2 separate regions of the Mus musculus genome follow, and region 2 is linked to region 1. The links are chromatin contacts, called in public HiChIP or PLAC-seq maps. All regions are on one chromosome and are shown on one strand. The core of a region is the stretch at or near the end of the contact, and the rest is flanking DNA. Distances in the headings are between cores, read along the strand shown.

The links. HiChIP or PLAC-seq counts read pairs in DNA pulled down with a chosen protein or histone mark.
Region 2: an HNF4G HiChIP or PLAC-seq map of pancreatic cancer cells shows a contact between it and region 1. The contact joins two enhancer-like sites. A contact is called at or near these places in 3 of 115 datasets of contacts at active chromatin or transcription factors (bone marrow-derived macrophages, memory CD8 T cells and pancreatic cancer cells) and 1 of 9 other capture datasets (adipose tissue).

The regions. Positions count from the first base shown.
Region 1 is chr4:133,445,564-133,451,039 of GRCm38.p6, forward strand. No RefSeq gene overlaps it. Among named protein-coding and RNA genes, the nearest start is that of Gm42322, 7.9 kb to the left of the region's middle. Within about 2 kb of position 2,023, at least 44 of the 459 cell types and tissues checked have an H3K27ac peak or open chromatin away from gene starts, as enhancers often do. A contact at or near this core is called in pancreatic cancer cells, where this site is marked.
Region 2 is chr4:133,657,524-133,662,896 of GRCm38.p6, forward strand. It overlaps Pigv (phosphatidylinositol glycan anchor biosynthesis, class V), which reads right to left. Exons shown (of 4, transcript NM_178698.5): 4 at 3,902-5,268. The coding sequence ends at 4,987. Among named protein-coding and RNA genes, the nearest start is that of Pigv, 12 kb to the right of the region's middle. Within about 2 kb of position 3,133, at least 348 of the 459 cell types and tissues checked have an H3K27ac peak or open chromatin away from gene starts, as enhancers often do. A contact at or near this core is called in pancreatic cancer cells, where this site is marked.

The sequences.
Region 1 (5,476 bases), core at 773-3,272:
TGCTGCACAGGAACTGGTTGTATCTCGCCCCTTCTCCCATACTGCTTGGCGTGTCTCCATCAGAGCACACGACCCACCGATCCTGGCTTTTCCATGTTTGCCTGTAGTTTCTTCATCCCCTGTGGCCCAAATCAGGCCATTTCCAAAGCCATACAATTGCAGCAAATTACTCTCTGGGGTCAGGGACAACCAACATTCATTCCCTTTGTATTAGCCAGGGTTCTTTAGAACAGAACTCATAGAATATTTATATGAATATGTGTGTGAAGGACTTGGACTTGCCAGGGAGAGTGAAAGCAAGCAGGCAAAAAGTTCCTGTCTGAACAGCTACCTCGGCAACATCACCTGTCCTAGGTCCCGCCCACCTTACAGCATCATGGCTATAGCTCCACCTCTTCCCTGGCCATTGTGGATGTAGTCATCTGGCTCAGCTGGACCAATCTGATTCTTTTTACCAGTAAACTGGAGCAGTGGTGAGGTGTGAGGTGTCTCGAGTGTGTTCGTGTAGTATGTATATGTGTGTGCTGGTGTATTCATGTGTGTGCGGGTGGACATATGGGGGTGGACACTTGGACATGTGTATAGGTGTGCACGGAGAGACCAGAGAAAAACCTTACAGCAGGTGTCATTCCTCAGGAGATGTCCACCTTTTTTTTTGGACAGGGTCTCTCATGAAGTTTGCCAAGAGCTAGGCTGGCTCACCAGAAAGCCCTTGGGATCCAGCTGTCCCCACCTCTCCAGCACTGGGGTTACAAGTGCCCACCGTTAAGCCTGGCCTCCTTTCCTTCTGAACACAGTATGGTGGTTTGAATATGCTTGGCCCAGGGAGGGGCACTCTTAGGAGGTATGGCCTTGTTGGAGAAAGTGTGTCTCTATGGGAGTGGACTTTAAGACCCTCTTCCTAGCTGCCTGCAAGCCAGTCTTTCTCCTATTTGCCTTCAGACCAAGATGTAGAACTCTTGGCTCCTGCAGCACCATGTCTGCCTGGATGCTGCCATGCTCCCACCTTGATGTTAATGGACTGACCCTCTGAACCTGTAAGCCAGCCCCAGTTAAACGTTCTTATAAGAGTTGCCTTGGTCATAGTGTCTCTTCACAGTCATGGAAACGCTAACTAGGACACACAGATTCTGGGTATTGAACTCAGGTCCTCACTGCTTGAAGGCAAGCTCTCTGCTGACTGAGCTACAACTGCAGCCTGAGTCTGTAGTACCATGGACCCCAGCTGTCAAGGTCCCCACCCTTCCTGAATCTTGGCTCTTCAGCTTCTTGTGACACACTCTGTCACCCCTCCTTCAGGTGACTTGACCCCTGTCACTGGCCTCCAGATGAACTGTAGCAGGCCAGCAGAGAGAGCCCAGAACAGTTAGTGAGTCAATGGCTTTGCTGAACAGCTGCCACACCTGGGTGGTAGTTGGAACTCACTGCCTGAGTAAAAGGGATACTTTTACAAGAAGTAAAGACTGGGGGGATAGGGGACAGGAAGAAGAGAGTCACTGGCGGTTGGCAGCTTCATCCCTCTTCAGAGTCCCAAGCTGGAAGCAGACATGGCTCAGAGCACTCAGATGGTTCTAGAAGGTCTATGAGCTTCTCTCTCATTCCTAATGATTTACATAAAAGCTAGCATGGCTGCCAGGATGCAAGAAAGTTCCAGTAACCCCTTGACATGTCCTTCCCACTAAATAGCAATGAAGTGGTTGGCCAAAAAGATACAGCAGGAGTGAAGGCTTGTGATAGTCAGGGTTAAACTATGAAGGAGACTGGGGCTTCGACCTCCCCGCCTGGGGCAACTGCCTTTCAGGGAAGCCAGGCGTTTTGTGAGGACGCACAAGCTACAACACCTGACCATGAAGCCAGGAATTGAGGCCACCTGCTCAGCATCAAGCTGCCAACCCTGGGAGTGGACAGTCCTCTGAGGAGACCCTCAAATCTTCAGGCAGCAGCAGATCTGACTCACATCTGATCACAACTCTGAGAGATCATGAGTTGCAGGCACGCAGCTGTGGCACTCCTGGAGTCATGCTGAGTCAGAGAAGCCATGTGCCACCGTCCTCTGTGCACAGTGTGGAATAGTCTGTGCCCTAACTCTAGTAACTAATACAGTCGAGACTCAGAAGGTGCTGGAATCTCTAGAAAGCAGTCACAGGTGGGGGGGGGGGGATGGAATAAGGCTGTGAGACTCAGACTTGCCTCCCTGGGACTTCAGGAGCCAAGGAGAGCCACACCTACTCCACAGTTTCTCCTGCGTTGGGGAGGAGAGGGAGAGAAGGGAGCCTAACCAGTCAGAACAGCCGCTAAATCTCGCCTCCTCTGCTGTGTTCATCCTTAAGAGGAGCCCAAATCAATCAACGACCCTTTTTATATTCAGGTTACCAGGGTTTCTGACAGGTTCACACCGATGGTAAGGAGTCTGCCTGGCCCCCAAAGATGCCAGCCAATGTAGTCTTTCCAAGCAGAGAAAGCACAGTGGCAGAACACCTGCCTCCGTGTGCGTGAGGTCGTGGGTTCAATTCCCAGTGCTGCAAACAAAAGCAAACCACAAAGGAGCCAGGGCTCTGGCCCAGGGCCGTCCTCCTGTGCTCCATCAGGGAGGGAAGTGAGCGCCGGGCTGCGCTCAGCACATGCGCACTGTAGACCAGCACCATTTCCCTCATGGAAAGGTAAGCACAGAGAATTTTAGGATTCTTTGTCTCCTGCCTACTTCCTGATCCTCCATAAGTCTTATTTTGTTTTGGTGTGTGCGCGCACACTTAAACAGACTCTAAATCTATAACCCGGTGTGGAACTCATTATGTAGCTCAGGTTGACCTCAGACTTACAGCAATTCTCCTGCCTCAGCTACCTGAGTGCATGACCCACTCCACCTGAACGCTTCACGCTCACCCGCTCTGTTCCATTGGGCCTTTCTTCCTAAGAGTTCTTAGAGACATTACCTTCCTCTCGCCCAGAGCTTCCCTTCCCAAATTATTCCACTCGTTTCCCCACTAGCCATTCTCCCTTTGGGAAATTCCTGAGGCTCGGCCACAGCACTGGGGGTGGGACTCGCCCTAACTCACTCCGTCTCCATGGTGGGAAAGCCCTGTCCAGTCCCCCCAGGGAACTAGTGCCTCCTTTAGGAAGACCGCACTCCACAGCTATCCTCAGACCCTGTGAGGACCCCATCACAGACCTCATCTTGTGATTGTGTGTGTGTGTGTGTGTGTGTGTTAGAGTCGCTAGGGAACACACCCAGACACCAAATTCTCAGCACAAAGGAAGTTTATTACCCCAGAGGGACAAGCAAGGGGCGTGCCGCCTCTGGATCAGACCACGGCAGTAGCAGGTGTGTCTGCAGAAATAGTTTTTAATGAGGGAAGGGGAAGTCTGTGCTAAGACCTGATTGGACAGCTTAGCTGGTGTAGGCAAAAAATGAATGTTGATAGCTGGGCCTTGGTGTTTAGTCTCAAGAATGAATAGGTGGCTAAATAAGGGAATAGACCTTGGGGGCAAGCTTTAGGAATGTAATCTCGTGGTTTAGCAAGGCAGAGGGAAGGGCCAAAGCAGACAGCGCCATGTTTGCCATGATTGGGCCTGTTAGAGAGCCCTTCAATGATGGCCGCCCACTGCCCCTGTTGGTGCCCCCATCCCTGGGCTGGCTGAGGAAGGCATTTTACTCCAGTACACTCTGCCTGCTAAATTGAGGTGGGTGGAGTCTGAGATGTTCCTGCAGCCTCTGGGAAGCTGGGCAGATCCCGAGGAGCTAATTTTTCATGCTGTGGAGCTCAGAGGAAGTTCAAGGACAGGACAGGGCAAGCAGATGGTGAGACACAAGGAACATTCCAGCCATCTTCTGACCTCAGACGTGATAGCTCACGCCTGCAATCCCAGCACTGGGAAAGCTAGGCAGGAGGCAATATTGCCATGTCTGTGAGTTGTGGGCCAATGTAGTGAGGGCATCTCCCACAGTCTGGACAGCCCTTGAGGAAGGGGAGAGGAAGCTACTTAATACCTGTGAAGTCAGGAGGGCTTGAGGGAGGTTATGGAATTAAAGTCTGTTAGTCAACCTCCAATGAGAATTTTCCAGAAAGAGAGACCGCAAGGAGGCAGGTGGAGGGGGAGTGTGTAACACGGTGAGATGACAGAATTCAGCCACTTGCAGCGAGTGGGCACCTGCTCTCTCTAGGGAAGCGCAGGCAGGAGCTGAGGGCACGGAGAACACGGAAAATGTGACACGTCCATCTGCATGTTTCTGGTACTTAAAAGAATGACTGAGTCCGTGATCAGTCAGATTCGTGGCCCTGCGTCATTCTGCAGTCATGCAACCAGACTCGTGGAGGTCAGCAAGGGTCAAAATTTAGGTGGGCTCACGAGGTACCACTGCATGAATTCCAACCGCAACAGCCGAGCATCTGTCAGAGCGCCACCTGCTGGCTGATACTGACTGTGGCCAGAATTGAAAGTTTGTTGCCTGAATGGGGAAGGGGACTCCCTTCAAATGACCTGTCCCACTAAAAAATAACTAGTGCTTGATTCATCCTGACCCTCCTGAGGGTCAGCCAACATAAACAACAAACGAAAGAAGGGGGTGTTGTGGTGTGTGCCTATAATCCCAACCCTTGGGAGGTAAAATCAGGAGGGATCATGATTTCAAGGCCAGCCTAGGCTACATAGTGAGGCTATTCCTAAAGCAAAAATAAAACAGTCATACGCCTTGCAACAGGCAAAAAGGTCTCCCGGTGCCTGTTCTCCTGGAGAAAGGTTGAACATTAGTGACCTTCAATGCTTCATTCTCTAGAGGAGGGGGTGTGCTCTGGGTTGGCTGACTCTATAACTGTGTAGGGATAAAACCAACTTATGGAAAACCTATGGTGGATAGAGAGGGTGGATGGGTTAGCTGTTAAGAGCACTGGATAGTCCTGGAGAGGACCAGAAATTGTTTCCCAGCACTTATGGGCAGCTCCCACTACCTGTAGCTCCACTTCCAGGGAATCTGCTGCCTGCCCCCTTCTGGTCTCCACTGGCACGTCATACATTCCTACACATAACACACACACACACACACACACACACACACACAGAAAAACCTTTTTTTTTTTTAAATCGTAATGTGCCAGGAGATGGTTGCACACACCTTTAATCCCAGCACTTGGGAGGCAGAGGCAGACAGATCTCTGAGTTCGAAGCCAGCCTGGTCTACAGAGTGAGTTCTAGGACAGATAAGACTACATGGAGAAACCTTGTTTTCATGGATGGATAGATAGATAACAATTTAAACGACTCCTCTTTAGGAGAAATAACACTTATTGGAAAGGTCAAGTTCACATTTAAAATTATCACATTGTCTTTCTGGCTCCTTATTAACGAGCAAATTCACAAAAGTCTTTGGCATGGGCTCACTGTTTTATTTGTATAAGGGTTTTGAGTTAACCTTATTGGAAATTATGTTTGTTTTAATACAGGTGTCGTGACACACACCTGTAATCTCAGAATTTGGAGG
Region 2 (5,373 bases), core at 1,883-4,382, 210 kb after region 1:
TCTTTCTTTCTTTCTTTTTTTTTTTTTTTTTTTTTTTTTTGAGACAGTCTCACTATGTAAGCCTGGCTATCCAGGTACTTGCTAGATAGACCGGGCTGGCATAGACTTAACAGAAATATGCCTGCCTCTATCTTCCAAGTTCTGAGACTAAAAACCTACCCCATTCAACGATCTCTGATGTGTACGGTGGTGTACATGCATGTATGATCTCAACCTGGAGGATGGACAGTTCTGGGCCAGTCTGGGGGATGTAGAGTTCAAGGTCAATAAGAACTATTATGAGATGTCTCAAAATATCCAGAAGTAACATTTACCTTCCCATAAGGGATGGCTGAGTTTATGGATAAGAACTCCGTAGGCACGGGGACAGATGAGAGAAGTCAGGCTGAGTTCAGTGAGCTCACACAGCTTTAGTGTACAGTGGGTTGGCTCTGGAGCCAGATCTTAGAGTAATTCCTTGGCTCCCTTCAAGCTGAGCGCTCTTCCCTGATTCTCTTCCCATCTGCTGTAGTCACTCTCTGGCTGGGGATGTAGCTCACCAGTACAGCACAGCGCCTACCTAGCTGGCCTGACAGGTTTGCCCCCAGTGCTGCCAATGCTAACTAGGGCATGGGGGGAGATAATATACTCACTCGCTGCTTTCAACTCTTTGAAGATGTGTTTATTCTTATGTATATATGTATCTGAGTGAGTGTATGCCATGTGTGTTCAGGAGCCCAAGGAAGCTAAAAAGAATGTCAGAGTCCCTGGGGTTGGAGTTACCAGAGGTCTTAAGCTGCCCAACAAGGGTGCTTGGAACCACATAGACCACTGGAAGAGCAGTAAACACTTTTTGTTGTTTATAAAAAGATAAAGAGGGAATTGGTGGAAGTGTGGTTAAGGTATGGGGGAAGGGGGTACCTCAGCTGGCCCATGCTGAGGCATCCCTTCCCCCTGAGGGAACAGCCACACAGTATAGTAGAGAATAGTTTATTCAGAGCCTGGGGAGGGGAGTTAAGGGGGTAGTAGAGGGGGCTGGAGAGATGGCTCAGCGGTTAAGAACACTGACTGCTCTTCCAGAGGTCCTGAGTTCAATTCCCAGCAACCACATGGTGGCTCACAACCATTTGTAATAGGATCCTACGTCCTCTTCTGGTGTGTCTGAAGACAGCGACAGTGTATTCACATACATAAAATAAATAAGATCTTTGAGGGGGAAAAAAAGAGAGAGGGTAGGAGAGACAGAGAAAGGCAGGGAGAGAGGGGGAGGGGTGGGGGGAGGGATGTGGGGGGAGGGGCTAGAGAACAGAGGGAGCAAGAAGGCAGGAGCAAGAGACAGTGGGGGGCCAGGCGGTGAGCAGCCCCTTTTATAGTGAGTCAGGCACACCTGGCTGTTGCCAGGTCACTGTGGGGTGGAGCCTAGACAGAATGCTAACACTTTTAACCACTGAGCTATTTCTCTAGGCCATGGAGTTTAAGAGTGTTTGTGTTCCTATGTGCAATGTGCTCAGGAGTGCAGGTTGTCAAGGTTTCCTGGTGTTGTCTCTGCTGGAGCTACAGTGATAGGGTCTTGTACTTGGGTCCCCTACAAAAACAGGACTTGGGGCTCTTAACCACCGAGACATCTTTCCAGTTCTTTTTGTTTTGTTTTGTTTTGAGACATGGCCTCACTACGTAGCCCTGGATGTCCTGGAAATCACTCTGTAGACCAGGATAGCCTCCAATTCACAGAGATCCCCCCTACCTCTGCCTCCCGAGTCCTAGGATTGAAGGTGTGCACCACAGTAGGCTTAGATTTCACAATCTTCCTGCTCCATCTCACAAGGGCAGGGACTGCACGTGTGCACCACACCATCTTCAAATTAAAACTTTAATTCATCCTCGTTATAAAAAAAATTTAAGTAGAAAGATAGCAAAACATGTCCTTTATGCCTCAGAATTTGCTACTTCTGGGCCAGCACTCAGAGGGCTCAGTGGGGGAAGGGACTTGTCCTCAGGCCTGACATGCCCAGTTTTAAGGACAGCATAATAAAGAACTAAGACTCAACAAGAGGGCAATGCTGACTTCCACGTGGGCTATAGGATGTTCATGTTCACACACACTCACACACACACACACACACACACTAAAATGTTGCTTTTTAAAGAATTTACCACTTCCCTAATGAATGCTCCGGTGCACTGGCCAGCAACACTTGAGGACAGGAGGCGTGGCTAGGCCTGCCTTAGTCCAAAACAGGCATTAATAAACAACTGGTGAAAAGAATCCTTTTAAAAACTTAAGCCTCCACACTTTACATTTTTAGACCCAGACTTCCGCTGCCCCACCCCAGTGGGACTACTAGAGACCCGCCAAAGCTTCCCCTTTTCCCACCTCCATTAAAGAACAAAAAGACATCCACTTCTGGGTCCTCAGAGTGTCTGGTTTGTATTTTAGCAGGGTCTTGGAAGGAAATGACTTTTCTCTGAAACCGTGGCCGCCCCACCCAGCTGTGGCATTCTTAGACCTCGGGGAAACAGGAAGCTCCGGCCTTGGGCCCTTCACGGTCCTCCTTCAGACTATTAAAGACTGTTAATAGGCCGGTAAAGGGACAGCTGCTGGTCATAAAGTCAGCCCGCTCCTTACAAGCTGAGCCGTGAGCCTCCCAGGCCAGAAGCCCGGCCTTCTCCAGGTGTGCTTACCTAGCCGGGGTGCCCAGGTGTAGGGTTTCTTCAGTGATGGCTCTAGGGACAAAACAGGGGAGACTGAAGCTGCTCTGTAGGGGGTGAGTCACCTCTCCCAGGAGAGGAACAATCACTTCTGGTTACCCTCCAAACGGAGGCAAAGTGGAGCAGAGAGGGAGACCAAAGGATCCCGGCTCCTCCCACGCACTTTTTTTTTTTTGGAGGGGGAGGGGGAGTCCTAGGATTTGCAGCTGCTGGGGAAGAGGCTGCAGTCTGCCAGCTGGAGGGACACACTAGGGGAGAGGTGTTGTCTTTTGCCAAGAAGGGCACTTGGTGTCTTGGCAGAAGGCAGAGGGCTGCCCCAATCTGTGTGTACATTTTCAGTAGCATTTGACTCTGGACCAAATGCTTGGCTGTGCTAGTGCTGTGGTGCTGGGTGGGAATGCTCGTTGGCCAGGCTGGCTGGAGGCTCCCACAGAGGGTGCTGGGCCTGGGCCAGGAGCTTCCCTTCAGCTGGCAAGTTGAGCTTTCTGTCACGGTCGGAGGGAGTGTGTCCAAATTCCAACTCCGAGCTTTCCAGAAGCCACTGCTGACTGCCATCTGTTTTGAAGAATGCTGCTTATTGGAATTTTTGGCCCAATGGGGAGTAAGGATGGTGACACCGAGCCAAAGTTACCTGGCTCAAGAATGCACAAACGCTGCGCAGCAGGGACACTGTCTTTCATTTATACAGGGTCTTATTCTGTAGCTGCCCTCAAGCTCACCTCAAGCCTCAGCATCCTGGAGTCATCCTTCCTCAGGGGCAGGGTTACTCTTAGTAACCACAGGGAGCCAGGAAGCAGGGCAGATGCTACAGTAGACAACCTTGGACTGACTTAGCTACAAGGTTCCCCCATCAAGGCTGTGGGGTAGGTGCCTCTGACTCATGCAAGTGTGATCTTTGAGAATGGAAAACCAGTCACCCTGGGTTACCCTTTTCCACCAGGTGTCATTACTCTCCACGACAGCTTCTATTCCGAGTTGTTCCCAGAGGTGGGGGGGAGGCTGTTTCCAATTGATCAAAGGAGGACTTTCCCATTAGACCACTTGTGAGCCTCCATTTATCTTTTGTTTAAGGTAGCCTCAAGATTTAAGGCCTAAATCACACCCCAGGGAAGAAGTCTCCTCCTTAATTTCAGAGAAGGCAAAAGCTCTGAAGGTGGCTTTAGATCATACAGCTGGAAAGTGAGGAATGGGAGCCAAGATTCAGACCCTGTGCTCTGATCCAAGTGGTGTTTATTACTGAAATTAGGGCCTCGTGTGCTTTACTACGGAGTTCTAGCCTCAACCCTCTATAATTTATAGAAACTAGTTCGGCAGAGGTAGGAGGATCTCTGAGTTCAAAACCAGCCAGATCTACATAGCAAGCAAGTTCTAGGACAGTCAGAGTTACACAGAGGGACCTTGTCTTAGCTCCCCTGACTACCCCTCCTCCAGAAAAAGGTAATTCATTGCAAAAGGAGTATTTAGATTTTCACAGTCTGTAGGATAGACACAGACACACACACACCAGTATCATAAAGAAAACTTCAGGGAGCTGGAGAGATGGCTCAGTGGTTAAGAGCACTGGCTGCTCTTCCAGAGGTCCTGAGTTCAATTCCCAGCAGCCACATGGTGGCTCACAACCATCTGCAATGGGATCTGATGCCCTCTTCTGGTGTGTCTGAAGACAGCTAGTGTACTCATATATAATATAATACATCTTTAAAAAAAAAAAAAAAGAAAACAACCACCTTCAGAAACCTCTCACTTAGAGCAGGCTGTCTGTCCCCTCTTCCTTCTGTCACTACACTGCACTGACTCCACCATCCTGAGTGGGGCAGGCTGTTGGCCTGTGCTTTGATCAAACATTTAAATTTATCCACCAGGCCAGGCAGGGGTGGCTCACACTCAGTGGTGGGCCTAGTACTCAAGAGGCAGAGGCAGATGAATCTCTGAGTTCAAGGCCAGCCTGGTCTACATAAACTTGGTCTACAGAGTGAGTTCCAGGACAACCAGGGCAATGTAGAGAAACCAACCTTCTCTCAAAAAACAAGAAGACAGACTTACACGTGGATCAGTAGTAGGTTTAAGATTGCCTAGTACTTGTGGACTAGGGAGATCTGAGACCCCTGCACTGAGCACTGAAGTTACTCCCCTACACCTGCCCCGCCCAGGATGAGAAGGGGCGCCTGTGCTCCCATTTTCCCTTCTTAGCTGGCCCCCAGAGAGACCCAGAGATCCTACTGCACAGTGCTCTCCGGAGTGTGCGGGCTGTCCCAGCCAGGGTGTCGTCTTAGAGCTTTCATTCCTTGACACTCCAGGTCAAGTCCAAGGCAGGAAGTTGCAATGGAGAATTAGTCCCAGAAGCCAGTAGGTCAGGAAGTAGACCAGAACGCATCTTGTGACTGGAGAGCATCTCTTCCAATCGTAGAAGAGTTTCATGAGACAGTTTCTGGGGGCCTTCTGTCCTGGTGGGGACTTCTCCTGAGGAAGCTTCCCAGGCTCTGTGTCCACACACCTCAGCAGCGGTTCTTGATCCTGAAGCAGGTGAGCTGGAAACCAGTACATGATAGGAGTGGAAGAGGCCAAAAACCGCGTGAGAACCTAGAAAAGCCATGTTGGTTGGAGCATCAGTGATGTGGCTGGGTCAATCATGGCCTGACAACGAACAACATCCCACTGGGAAAGCAAGTTCAGCAAAAGCTGCAG